Regions from separate parts of the Columba livia genome. Here region 2 is linked to region 1. The links are chromatin contacts, called in public Hi-C maps. All regions are on one chromosome and are shown on one strand. The core of a region is the stretch at or near the end of the contact, and the rest is flanking DNA. Distances in the headings are between cores, read along the strand shown.

Region 1 (7,218 bases), core at 2,064-4,563:
CTGTAGACGTATTTATTTCGGTTTAATAGGTGTTTATGGTATGTTAGTCCGGACCTGTTCCCAATCAATCCGAGCTAAATCAAAATAACGTAGATTTATACCGGCCCCAGAGCAGCCGCGGAGGCCTCGGTGCTGCCAGTAGGTTCTCACCTCACACCCGCGGGTCAGCCCGCGGTGGCGCCGGGAGCGGGCGGGCCCGGGCGGGCCCGAGCGGGGCAGCTGGTCAGGCTGCTTGGCTGGCAGGAAGATGGCGGCTCTACTTGGGCGATTCACCCTCCCTGCCAGCCTGACCTCTGTCACGACAGTGAGAGCCAAAGCCTGTGAAGCACAACAGCCTTCCCTGGCCAGATGGAGAGAGGTTCTCCTTCCCCTCTACTCTGCCCTGGTGAGACCACACCTGGAATATTGTGTCCAGTCCTGGGCTCCTCAGTTCCAGAAGGACAGGGAACTGCTGGAGAGGGTCCAGCGCAGGGCAACGAAGATGATTAAGGGAGTGGAGCATCTCCCTTATGAAGAAAGGCTGAGGGAGCTGGGGCTCTTTAGCTTGGAGGAGACTGAGGGGTGACCTCATTAATGTTTATAGAGTTCCACAAAGATGGAGCCAGGCTCTTCTCTGTGATAAGACAAGAGGAAAGGGGTACAAACCGGAACACAGGAGGTTCCACTTAAATATGAAAAGAAACTTCTTCTCAGTGAGGGTGACAGAGCATTGGAAGAGGCTGCGCAGGGGGGTTGTGGAGTCTCCTACGCTGTAGACATTCAAACCCACCTGGACGCCTTCCTGTGTAACCTCATCTAGGCGTTCCTGCTCCAGTGGGGGAATTGGACTAGATGATCTTTTGAGGTCCCTTCCAATGCCAAACATCCTGTGATTCTGTGAAAGAGGAAGCAAGGGCACAGGGATTTCAGGGTAGACTTTCTTCATTTTCTGCCCTGGCTTCTGATAGGAGCACATGGTCGTCATAACAAGCCGCAGCACTAGGAGGAAGAATTACCTCATGGAATTGCAAGGACTTTCCGAGCCAAGGTGGAGTCTGGAGCAAACAGATGCAGCTGATAGCGGTTAATAAGCCCAGGGAGTATCACACTGCTGCTTTGCATACCTCAGAGAGACGCCTCAGCCCCTGCGGAGCAGGAAGAGGAGACGGCTCCATCAGATTGGCTCCCAGCACCCAGATAATGAGAGACATCTCCTCCTTCCTGCAGCAAGCAGGCTTATCCCTCGCCTCTTGACGCAATAGTCTCAGGAGTAGCTTTTCCTCTACTGCAACCCTGAAGAGATCCTCTTTACGTTTGGTGAGCAACAGTAACTCAGCAATTTTACAACTCCAGAGTTCCTCTCACAATGAAGGAAAACTGCTTTTCACCTCGCATAGCAATTAAACCAGAAAGGCAGCAGGATTGAATGAAATAATGTACAACTTAAAAATAAAGCCCAAAACAAACAAGAAGCAGCAGCACTCAGATGAAAAAAAATTGCTAATAGGCAGCTGCATTTTGCTTCTGTTCGTACTGAAGTGTTCTACTAGTAGTGGATGACCTGGGAGAGAATTTAGCAGCCTCCACGCAGGGCTGTCAGTCAGGGAAACCTTCAGCCTTGCAAACCACCCATGCCCAGAGTTCACAGCGCCAGGTGTGGTTATCCAGCCTTCTGCAGCACGTCTGCACTAGGCACAGCTCAGCATCCTGACCTGTCCCGTACTTCTCCCAGCTCCTCCAGAGTTAAACCAACTCTGTATGTAAAGTTTATATAGTGGCATTGTTATAAGCAAACATCACTTCATCCAAAATAGAGAAATAAAAGTTTTTTTTTTAACCAGTGACAGTTAATAAAGGTATTCCAGAAGAATAGGGAACTGCAAATATGCTGCTACTTTCCTTGAGTCATTCCCCATAAGTAGAGACCCACTCCCAAACTCCAAGTAGGGAAAGATGGGAGAAGTCACAAAAAGGAAGAGAAGTGTGGTACAAAAGATGTGAAGAAACATACGAGAAACAAGACATGGAGCTCTGAAAACTGGGAAGAAAATGGACTTAAGACCTGGATAGGAATCCAGAGAAAATGCTGAAGCATTAATTTACAATGCACAGTGGTCAGTCCTGCAGGCTGGTGCTGTGACATAACTGCACAAGGTAGATTTTCTTTGGTGGTAATGATGCTTTTTTTCTGTAGTTACTTGGCTTTACAGAAATGCATCTCAGACAGGCTTACAATATTGCACATATTTTACTTCACAAACTTCATTTCTGCCTCACAGCAACAGCTATGAGTCTGTGTGGGAATGTTTTACTGATAAGATCAGAGTTGAACACTATGATGCAAGGAGAATCAGCACAGCACATCCGCTGGGTTTTTGGGCAGCACTGATGGCTGACAGACTGTCGTCGGTGACCAGTTACTTTAGGTCAGTCAGTCATGCTTTGCTTAGAAGTGGCTGGATTGACTCTCAAGGACACCAGAAACACAATTTTTTAAGTTCTGATATTCTCTGTCTTAAATACTTTTGATGTGAACCTAACCAGTAAGCCATTAATTAGGTCCAGTCACCCTCACAAATTAAAATGTGACCAAAAAACCAAAAATCTGCTTTCAACTACATTCAAGACGTAACTTTGCTGCATTTGTGTACAACAATCCCAGACGGGGTGTACGTGTATTCAGATTAATTTGCCTCATGCTCTTTGCTGCTGTTCCTGTTCCCAACTCCCCTCCTGAAATCACATGTACGCATTTTCCAAGTCTGGAAGCTGCCTTAGCTCCGGTCTCAGCACTGCCAGTGTGCACCTGGCACTAGGGTGTCCAAAGTTAAAAACTGCTTCATGACATCAGTTCGGGAGTAGCACCACGTTCCCAGATGCAGGCGGCAGTGTTCAGCTGCTGGGTAGTGCCTGGTAAACCCACAGCCTCGCCCTGCATCATCTTCAGGGGAGACAGCACACAACCCCACAGGTTTTTGTCTTTCTGACTACTGTCTTATAAATCACATTATTTCAGACATTTCCCGCATCTGAAAATGTTTTCCCAAGCCATAATCAGAAAACATGCTGTTTACTTGACTATTTTAGCTTGGACAATGTTAAATTGACATTTGTTAAAATTGTACCTTGGTCTCTTTTGAGCTGTCATCTCACTTCAGGCTTTTGTTCCCTCTCAGTATTTTAGGTCTAAATCTAGGGAAAGTAAACAATCAGTTTCTAGGTAGTCTGATACATGGTACTGGGTAAGAAAAGCTAATTAGGTCCTGCTATAATTTACACCAAACATACCATAGTCCCAACAATCAACAAGATTCTGCCCAATATAAACATTCATATCTCTGACTCTTTAAAGAAGGAATTTTAAAAATCATAGCTATGCTGTATGGGGGGTGGGAACCAAAACATTGATTCATCCACAGTCATGCTGCCATGGACAATTTTACAAAAGCTATAATTTGGGAAAGGAGTTCAAAAGGATGTATAGACAATGTAGTAGACTGGATTCTAAATAACCTTTTGAGTAGCTTTTCCCTACACGTTACTTCACCTCCATGTCACATAGACCCATGGGATGGAGCAGTTAAATCCCATGTCTGAATATCAGATGCATGCTCCAATTTATCAAAAGTTTTTGGAAATACGTATCACCACAACAGGGAGATATATAGTGTTGAAGGTTGCAACCAAGCTCAATTTTTGAAATTTATTTTTAAGTGAGCAGTGTATCTGATAGTACAGAATAGTGATTTCTTTAAGCAGCGCTCCCCTGACAACAGTGTACTAATTTAGACTGGGGTAAAACTGACTGTGGAGCACGCTGGTTTCGCCTCCTTGCTCGGATTGCCGTGGTAAGATTGCTACAGAAACAATCTCCTTCCTCAAGCCAATCCTAAAGCTGGAACGCCTTTTTATTTTCCTTTTCCCTCTCCTCCAGCTGCTAAGCAAAGAATAAACTTTTCGCTTCGCCCCTCCTTTATTGGAAGGGGAATAGGGTAATATGCTGTAATTGGTTTTCCATGTTTGCCAAGAGTCTGTTTCCTCTTATCATCCACAATATTTAACATAAGTCTTGTAATAGTTCCAAAAATAATAAAATCTCTCCCAAGAATAAAAATGATAGATCCACAACATGCTGCTTCTTTGTCATGGTCTTGGTTTTGTAACATTCTGTTAGTAGTTTTTATTGCCTAATGTTGTGGTTTCTTTCATAGGCAGCAGACCCAGTAAAGACATTTCATCAGCTACTTACACAGCAGCAGTCTGGATTATTTACAAATGGAGATTTCAGTACCGTATTAAAATAAATCACCACTGCATACTGTTTAAGTTACATTGCAGTAGTATGGCAGAAGAAAACCCAGAGATTCTAGGGGCAGGAATATTAAAGTATATACTTAAGTACGATATCAGCAAACAAATTTATTAAGATATCCAAATAAAACCTGTTAGTCTTCCTCCTTCTCCCCTATCTCCTCCCATGCAACAGTGGAAGAGAAATAGGTAAAAATTATATCGCCCCCCTTCCTCCCCGCTAAACAGTACATGCACTATGTGTAACATGTAAAGGAACCCATGCAATACCTCGTGGTTTTAAATCGTGCAGCAACACAATATATCCCTCTTAATCCCCAAAGCAAATGCCCCACACGGGGCAAATTCCCTTAAGGGGAGGGGTAATGGACGTGGTGCAGTAAAGATGGCGAGCCAGCATTTTGCTCACTGGATTCAGTTTGAATGAAAGAATAACAGGACAGACAATATAAAAAGGAGATAATACACGTAAGAAAGTTGAATTAGGAGAAAAATAAACACAAACAACTAAGGAGAAAGCGGTAGGACAATCAGTAGTGTGAAAGGAATAGGCCATCAAGAGCAATCGCCATCGCGGACTTCAGCATTTACAAAAGCAACACCCTAGTGGTAACAACTTCAAGAAAAGTCCCGGCATGTTGGGGTGCCCTCATTTAGAATGATTACTTAAACAAAACCCCAAACCTTTAATGCAAAAAAACTGTCTTATAATATTTCAGTATTTTTATACACTTTTTCACTTCAATCAAGTTTAACTGTAACTTAGATTCTGATACGAGGTTTTCCTTTCCACCCAAGAACAGATATAGTGCTCTAACACTCACAGTTGAACTCTTGAGGCAGAAATAAATTTCCCAACTTAAATGTAAGCCATTTAGCCTAAAACTAATCTGTGCTCCTCTAACCCCACCAATATATAAATATTTCAGTTGAAGGCCCTTCAACTAGTCAACACAATGAATTAAGTGTCACAAAAACATAACACAGTAGGAAAGAGACATCTCTGGAGTAGGGAACAGAGAGCTCACTGCCTGGTAGGGGCTTCAGACAGCCTCTTGTTATTTTAGCGTATCAGTAACTATTTTGGCAGTCATTTACCTTAAGTTGCTGCTGAGTCTGATCTTGTACAGGAATAAATCAGAATGATTGAAGTCAACAGAAATATGCAGGTAGAAGATAGAGGAGTGTTAATCTTTCTTAAATGACTGCCAAAATTCCTGGAGCTTCTCATTGTAAGTAGAAATAAGAGACAAGTCTTAAGTCAGGCTTAGAGGATTTGTCACTCCAAATTTACTTTTTTGTAAGTTAACTGTGGTTTATACCATATGCTAAACTGGGAGTACAGGGAAACTGCTCAGTGGTATGACTTCTCAGTATCAATAGTCATTACATATAACAGCTGTACAAGTTGCTGGAGAACAATTAATATTTCAAAGTCTTTGGTTACGAAAACACAACCAATAAAAAGCAACTGGAATTCAACATGAAAGCCAAGCAAGTTATCAGTCACTCATGTACAAGTAAAACTGAAACCTGTGAAAGAACAACTTCGTACAGCACATGCTGTAGAAGTAAACCCTGCTGCTAGGCTGCGTGCTGTATAATTTTCAAATTCTACTAGCATAAAACAGGATCAGCAGCTTCTCAAAAACAACAAAAATACAGATTTCTAACTGGCAACAAAAGGATTATGTATGCGCAAAGCTTGTGACAAAAAGCCAGCCAGAATCTGAGGACACTTCAGTTTTGCTCTTGCTCCTCTTTGAAAGCACCAGATTCTTCACGCACAGTAAAAGACTGGCACATAAGCCAGGACCAACCAGCAGCATAAAAACAAAAAACCACCACCAACAACAACTGGTAAGCACACATGACTATAGTAAGTCAGACCACACTCCCACTGCCCCCCCCGCCCCCAACAAAAAAACAAAACCCAGAAAAACAAAACAACCCACAACCCAACCCACAACAACCTGGCGGCTCTTTGCTATAATAGCTCTAGATTCCTGGTCAATCCTACACATCTTCCATGCTTTCAGAAAATGAGTGGCTGTGAGAAGCTTTAGTTTCATAAATCATCACCGCTTAAACCAAACTGCATTTCTGTTCTTCTCAGGTACAATTCCCCTTCCCTGTTCCCTTAACAGGGGCAGTTTTTACAGCTATGACAAATTTATTCCCATTTGTAATACAGCAGCCTCAGTTATAGAAGAGCATACTTTCCTCTCATCTCAAACTATAGAGTTCTGCAATGTTGCTAGCTCCAAAAACATCTTCAAGCCGTTAATTCAAACAAGCACTCTTGTTCCTTCCTTCCTTCTTGTAAGCATCTAGTTATTCTGAGGCAGTTTTCCCTTGGCATCAATGCAATTCAGTCCTGTGGTTTCACTGTCATGCAACACAATTTTCAAACTTCAACTGAAGCAACAAGTGTTTGTGTTTTATAAACATTATGTAATGAACAGTTAACAGTTTAAAGTATGTAAATGGGTACCCTCTTACAAATTTAAATAGTTGAAAAAATGATATTACATGGCTAATAATGATTCTGAATGTGTAAGAAAGATTTGAAGCCAGCAATTGACATAAATCCTTATCAGTTTTCCCTTCCCCCACATACAAACAAAAAGTTTCACGTGTTTTTTTTAAACTTTATTTAATCTCATAACCACTGCTATGTTACACCTGTCAGGCTGAAGTTTATTCACTTCTGATGTTAAAGGTCTGACAATAAGAATGGATGACATGAGGATCCATGTCCCCCCAGTACTGTGCTGCAGTCACTAGTGGTCCAGTAACACAAAACTTTTGCAGTCATTGCCCCTCCCGCCCCCCCTTTTTGTTTTTAGATACATGAAGCATGGCCTAGCATTAGTGTCACCCTTTCATCTGCAATTTATATAAATAGGATGAGGTGGAAACTCAGTT
Region 2 (6,674 bases), core at 3,008-5,507, 130 kb before region 1:
GGCAGTACTGGTGACACACAAGCTCAAATGAGATTTAAAGAAAGATATCACTGAGAAACTCACTTTTGTCGTTTTTCAGTTATTATAGCTTCCCTTTCTGCTTCTAGTGCCCTCACTTCTTCCCGAGGCCGACGTCTCCTGCGGTCAGTCTTCATTAGTGCCTCTTGCCTCATTTGTTGCCTTTTATAGCTGCGCTGATAGGCAGTAATGAGGCGGCGCAGACGGGTAGTCAGGGTTGAAGTGTTGGGCCAGTAGAGTTGGCCTAACTCGGTGTTGCTCTCACTGTGCTTGTCTAGAGAATAGAGAAGTACTTGTGCATTCCAAAACCACCACTAAAAGTTTTGAAGTTTTTACGGCTAGAACTGGATTCATGTTTTATCTGATAAGAACATATGCCTCATTAATATTGGTGCATAACAAATTAGAAGCAGGCTAACTACATTGCTAGGAAATAAAAAATAGAATGAAACCATCCTACTCTAAGAACTCAGAAATGCTTGTAAAGTGTTTAGAGATAATAATCAAGCATTATTATTCCATGTTATGAATGCAAACGTTATGAATGCTGTAAGTATTTAAATTAATGCAATGCATCTTTAAATATATTGCTAAGAAGATCGTTCTGCCTCTGAGGAAACACACATGCTTATGATTTCCCACTTTATTCTCACTTAAACTTGGCAATTTTTCTGCATGCTGAGAAAACAACGTATCTATAACTTCCAAGATTATCTCAGCAAAAACATCAATGGCTGCATTATGCAACATCCGGTCTTTATCATCACAATTTCTGCTATGTGATTAGAAACCCAGAAAGCCATAATGTGGATTATTCAAACACAATAAATAATTGTTTTGAAAGATGTGAAGCATGAAGACAACTGGCAGTAAAAAGTTTACCACATTTTCCCAAAACACAACATATCCCCTCACAGGGTAATATAAACATTTTTGCCTTTTCAATTTCTTTCCTATAGTCTTACTTGGGTGTATTTCTATGGATTCCTCTTTGTCCTCTGGAGGTGAGTTTGCAAATTCCTTGGGGAGAAGACAGAAGTTATTTTAGTTTTCAGTGTTGACCATATGCTATCATTTCAGGAGAAAAATATATGTCATCTCTCAAACAGAGCAGCAAACAATCTTTGTAAGGTGTGTTTATCTGATAGCTCTCAAAGTTAAGAACTGCATATTAAGATAAACACAGAGAATCAGCTTAATTATATATATTCATAATGAGAGAAAGTTGAAGTTCTTACATCAATTTCGTCCTTGAAAGGAGTTCTGGTTGGCTTATATTCCGGATCTTCATCCTCTCTGTCAAATTCACCACTATAAAATATTTAAAAAAAATATTTTCAAGAATCGTATCTTTTTTTGAGAAAGGGCTGATTTTATGCACAAAAGCAAAAAGCTACAAAAGCCATCAGTATGGTATACCAACTTACACATTTATATTTCATGCCCGACTGTGTAAACAGTTCTAGGTACTTTTTACATCATACGATCACTTCAGATCCTCAGGCAAGATGTAAGCAAAATATGACATATGAACTCATGCCAACATATACAGTGCTGATAAAGTTTATTAATTTTCTCATGTCCCCCTTACCCATCACCGCCATCTGCTAACATGTCTGTCCCTCTCTGTTCAGCAGCTATGGCCTTTGCATCAGGCATGCCAACCCGTTCCAGGAAGCACAGCGTTGGATCAGCTCTCATAGAATTGTACTTTTCATAACCTGCATGCAGAGTGGGAGACAATTTAAAACAAAATAAAAAGCTATAGACAACTGTGAATATAATACGTTTAGGCAGCAGAAGTACAATTTTCTGGCTTAATTTATTTTGAAATAAAACAAAGGAGCTGTCACCGTGCTGAAAACAATCATTTCATTCATGTAATGAAATTTTTCATATTGGTGAATTCCATCAGCACAGAAACATTTTCACATCAATAACATTAACAAATAGTAGATACTGAAAGAAAGCGTTCAATGTAATGTCTTTATAAGGTAAAGTAAAAACCTCGCACAAGTGAAAAACTTAAGTTTTCTATATGGCTTTCACAGTGGTTCTCCACATTCAACACTCTCTACTGGAAAAACACAGATGTGAATGGAAACGCACACACACAGATACGCATTATGTATAGCTCCAGCCCTGCTGGAACCCTCGATGTAGGCTGCAAAAATGCTGCATACATGGGTTATACGTAAGGCCAACGAACCTGTCTTATTAGGTTTAGGATGATGCATGTCAGTAAGATGACACTGTTCCCTCTATGGTTTTCAAACTGCTGTTTGCTTTTTTACTGCCCAAGTTGACTAGATGGAAAATGGCAGATCCCAACAGTGCACTGCAGGAAAATGATTTTTAGACTAGACTTGCCTCAGCTGAGCCCACAAACAGAGCTGCTGTACATAGGCAGAACAGCACAATTCAATTAGGATTTGTACTACAACACACTGCTCCTAACTGCTGTAGAGCCTCAAGCCAAACTGTAATCATGAAAGGTTTTATAAGCCATCATTCTCCCCTTTAGTCAGGCTGGGCTGTTGAGAATACCTCTGCGACCTCTAGAGAATTGGGATTATAATCAGGAATCGCTCACTGTATATATCATGCCAGCTCTGCATCCCCAGCCTTTCAAAGTTAACAAGGCTGCATCCCACTCAAGGGAACCGGGAGTTCTCAACACTGACATTTGTGAAATATTGCTTGGAACAAAGCCCAGGAGGCACTTGTACAGATTAATAGCAGAGGTTAAGCCCACCGTCCACTTTGACACTGGTTGGCAGAGTTAGCAAGTGAAGCAGTGCTGGAAGCAAAGTTTATGGAGATCTATCTTACTATTTGGCTATTATTTAAACAAATATGGTTCTGTTTTATTTACAGCCAAGAAAGTAATGTTTTTTTCTCAAATGTTCTGCAAACATTTAAAAACAGCATCTGATATTTACAGCTCATATTAGGTTTTTAATGCAGGCAAGAAAAAAACGGGAGATACAAGCCAACAGTTCTTTGGAACAATACTTGTTAATATTATGACTGAACAGTCCCACACACAGAAAGCTTTACAACTGAGTTTTGTTCAGAGTGAGACATCACTTACCGTGTTTGAATACTCCAATTAGAAGGGATTTATCTGCCTCCTTATCCCACCAGTCTGCAGGAACTTCAGCATGGAATGGCTCAGGTATCCATACATCTATTTCACTGTAAATACAGCATTATTTACATTAAAGGTATTATTCTACAAAGGCTTAAAAAAAAAGCCAAACCACAGTGCACGCTATTTCATAAACATAAACGGGGAGAGGCAGGGAAAAGGGGGAAACAAACAAAAATCCAACACAGAAATTCAAATGTCTGGAAAAAAATTACAATAGTTAAAAACAAAACAAAACAAAACCAAAAAACACACCCCAAAACCAAACCACACACCAAAACCAACAAAAAAACCAGACCACAACAAAACCAAACTTGTCCCACACACACAAAAAAACCCACAAAACAAACACACACAAACAAAGAACCAAAACAAAAATACAACCACAACACTAGGCTATTTGGGGAGTGGAACGACAACAGTTATCCAAATACGATTCATTTAAGGCCTAGCATATTTTAATTTTTAAATTGAGACAGAATAACCCTTCAATATTAGCGGAACTGAAAAATCTGCTTCTGTTGTTTTCCACACCGTTCCCTCCCCAAACAAAATTACCCACAGCTCTCGACAAAATAATGAGGCTGCTTGAGAATGGACATTTAAGAGGTAAAGTGTAACAACCTTTAAATTCTGCATTATAATAGTGGGTGTACTTTATACAAGCCAGTGTCATAAAGCAAAAAAATAAACCTGCACTTGCACTAACCTTGAGTCAGCACCCTCTAAGATCTTGTCTGCTTGGTCCCCTATAACTTCTTGTCGTAGATAGTAGAGCATGCGGACACGCAGCAGGACCCTGGAGAGGAAGGCAGAGGGGGGAAAAAGTTCTTAACTTCAGGACTGTTTGCCAACAGTGGCTTTTGGCAGCTGCTGCTGTTCATCCATCATCCTGCCAAGGCTGATTAGCCATGCTGTATGGTAGGCTTGAAGCGTGACAGATGGTGGCACATAATCACCTCTGTGTGGTGCTTTCTGCTGGCTTCCAACAGGCCTGCCTGGCAACCGCTTACACTGCGCAGAGAGGGACCCAGCTCAGCCCGGCCCCGACGCATTTCATTTAGTTCTACCTAGCGCAGCTTGTGAAGTTTAGACACGTACTCTACCACTGCCTCTGAAGTATTGAAGCAAGTTTGTAAACAACTGAGCAGATGGCTTTCAGTAACTGTTCTGCTTCATTATCTCATAAAATTTCCTCAGCTGCTGCCTTAATACCATTTTTGGAAGCACATCAGAAGTTGTAGGAATAAACGAGATATAAAATCTGGTTTTACTACCTAACAATAAACCCTCAATATGGAATGTCAGGTTTTTCAGATTATACAACTTTTTGCTTCTGAGAATGGGGGGTGAAAAATAATCCCCCACTTCCCTTGGGAGATATTAACTATTTTTACTCTTTAAAGTTCAAACTGCTGTTTAATTTTACTTGTGCACAACCTTACTGCTACAAGGAAGTGCAAAATCTTCATTGCCCATGTTTATTTTTCCCCATCTCTGCAATACCACAGTCATTTTTGGAAGCGCTGGCAAGTGCTGAAGCTGGCAGGAGGGAGAACGGCAGAGTCTGGCTTTTCAAGGAGACTAGAAAAGAGGTCATCTCTGCAGAAGAAGTATCTACCTGAAAATAATTCTGCTCTCCTATGTTTACCCAATTCAGGGCACCCCCTGCTGCCTAGTTCACGAAGTAAAAACCAGTACCAGCTAAAATGAAGATTACTCAGTCTGCCCTCTCACTGTCCCCAAATCCATCACAGCAACTGTTGAATTGCTGCTGCTCCTGAACAGCAAGGGTGACCAGGGCGGCAGTAATCTGATCACCCGCTCACATGAAAAATTTAGACCACCACCGGTTTTTGAGAGCTCCTCACTAGAGATCTGATGTAACCAGAGCAAGACCCGGTTTTACGTGTGTTATTTGAGCAAACCTCAGAAGAGCAGGGATTTGAATGAAGGTCATGTCTACAATTCAAAACATGTCAGACATGCTTCTTTTTGTATGCATGATAACTGGGACCAGTAAGGTGTCCCTTCTCCCTGTGTGGCTACGTAAATAAGCTGTTGAGGGTCTCTGTCATCTTCATATTAACCAATAACAGCTGTTACATCAAGCCACAGAAGAGGAGCAGGAAAAAAAACAACACATCATCAACCAAAAATTAGAGGCTCTTTGCACCTTTCAGGAGTCCTATGAATTAAAACAGCATACATATTACATAAGGACAGGACGACAGCTCTTATAAAACCAACTGCTACTGTTACCTTTTCAAGGAAATTACTGAGACTATTAATTGGCTTCCACCTCTGATTTTACCTGATTTTACTAAACATGTTGCTTTTACAATTCACTTAGTCCTGGGGGATCTGGGAAATGAACGAAGAAGATAGCAATTGAAAACATTCTTGCACGTTTGTCTTCCCGATCCTTCTAATTGTTCTACTGTACTATTACAGAAACAATATTTTAAAAATGAATTTAAGTCTGATCTGCAAACTGATGTAACAAGTAATGAAGACATGTTACCTGGGAGATGAAAATAATGTTACAGGAAAGAATTTAATTACTTTAGGAGCAAGTGAAATGTAATAAGAAATTGAACTAACAGTTTAGAAAAAATGAGGAAGCAGTTTATTTGGATGTGCACTTGCTCACGTAATTCCATAAGTATCTCTCTTCATCAGCTGAGAATTAATCTTGGTTAACATCTGGAAACGAGCTAATAAACCCCTTAAATGCCTTTCCTCCTTCACATCACACCACCTATTGACAGGCCACAGGTACTTTTCAGATCAATAATTTATTTCCAATAAACAGTAAGACACAATAATATTAAAATCACAAAAAGAATGACCACCTTTCAGTAACACTGTGTTACATCTACTTGGTGTATATAAACAACGCAGAAAATAAATTTAAAACCAAAACAAACCAAAATCCCCCAAATCCAAAAAGCAGAAAACTTCCCCCAGCCCCCAAACAAGATAGTTTTGGGACTAAGGTTAGGTTCGGTGTCTGTAATGAAGAATATGGTAAGCAAAACTAAGATGGAGAACAAGGGCACTGTTAAAGGAAGGTGACACAAAAATAACTAAGATATCACAAAACAAAAGCTAAAAGAATGCAAGAGAGGCTCTTAAAGAGACATTCATGCAACAATAAAACAATGTAACATTCAAATCAAAATACAATTATCTTTATCCCCAAAGGTTTTCAGTTTAGTAACATGTTTAGAATTTCAAAAATCAAATCAGGGCACTGATTTAGGTAAGAGAACTCTGTGAGATATTTTATCTCAAACAAAGGAGAAAAGAAGAAATACTCTGTATAATGTGGAGAGCAAGAGAGGAAGTGAGAAAAAGAATGAAGAGATACACCCACACACAGGTGAACTACCACATGAAATTCTGAAACTAAGAACTGGATATCTAACATCTAAGGAACAGAACTCTAAGGAAATCAGCCTGAGAGACCCCACAAGAAGGGTAAGAAACAAACAGCTTTGTT

Evidence for each region. A called contact is a pair of places that touch in the nucleus more often than the background predicts.
Region 2: a Hi-C map of liver shows a contact between it and region 1, with 3 times the contacts expected there. The contact joins the enhancer-like site here to the promoter of LOC110361709 in region 1. A contact is called at or near these places in 2 of 2 Hi-C or Micro-C datasets (crop and liver).

What each region holds. Positions count from the first base shown.
Region 1 is chr2:123,875,702-123,882,919 of bColLiv1.pat.W.v2, reverse strand. LOC110361709 (spidroin-1-like) reads right to left here and starts at 3,313. Exons shown (of 4, transcript XM_065053495.1): 1 at 3,268-3,313. The coding sequence starts at 3,313.
Region 2 is chr2:124,011,359-124,018,032 of bColLiv1.pat.W.v2, reverse strand. CHD7 (chromodomain helicase DNA binding protein 7) reads right to left here. Exons shown (of 39, transcript XM_065053626.1): 25 at 3,879-3,968; 26 at 3,113-3,216; 27 at 1,610-1,739; 28 at 1,257-1,329; 29 at 984-1,038; 30 at 64-292. Among named protein-coding and RNA genes, the nearest start is that of CHD7, 120 kb to the right of the region's middle. Within about 2 kb of position 4,257, at least 1 of the 3 cell types and tissues checked has an H3K27ac peak away from gene starts, as active enhancers do.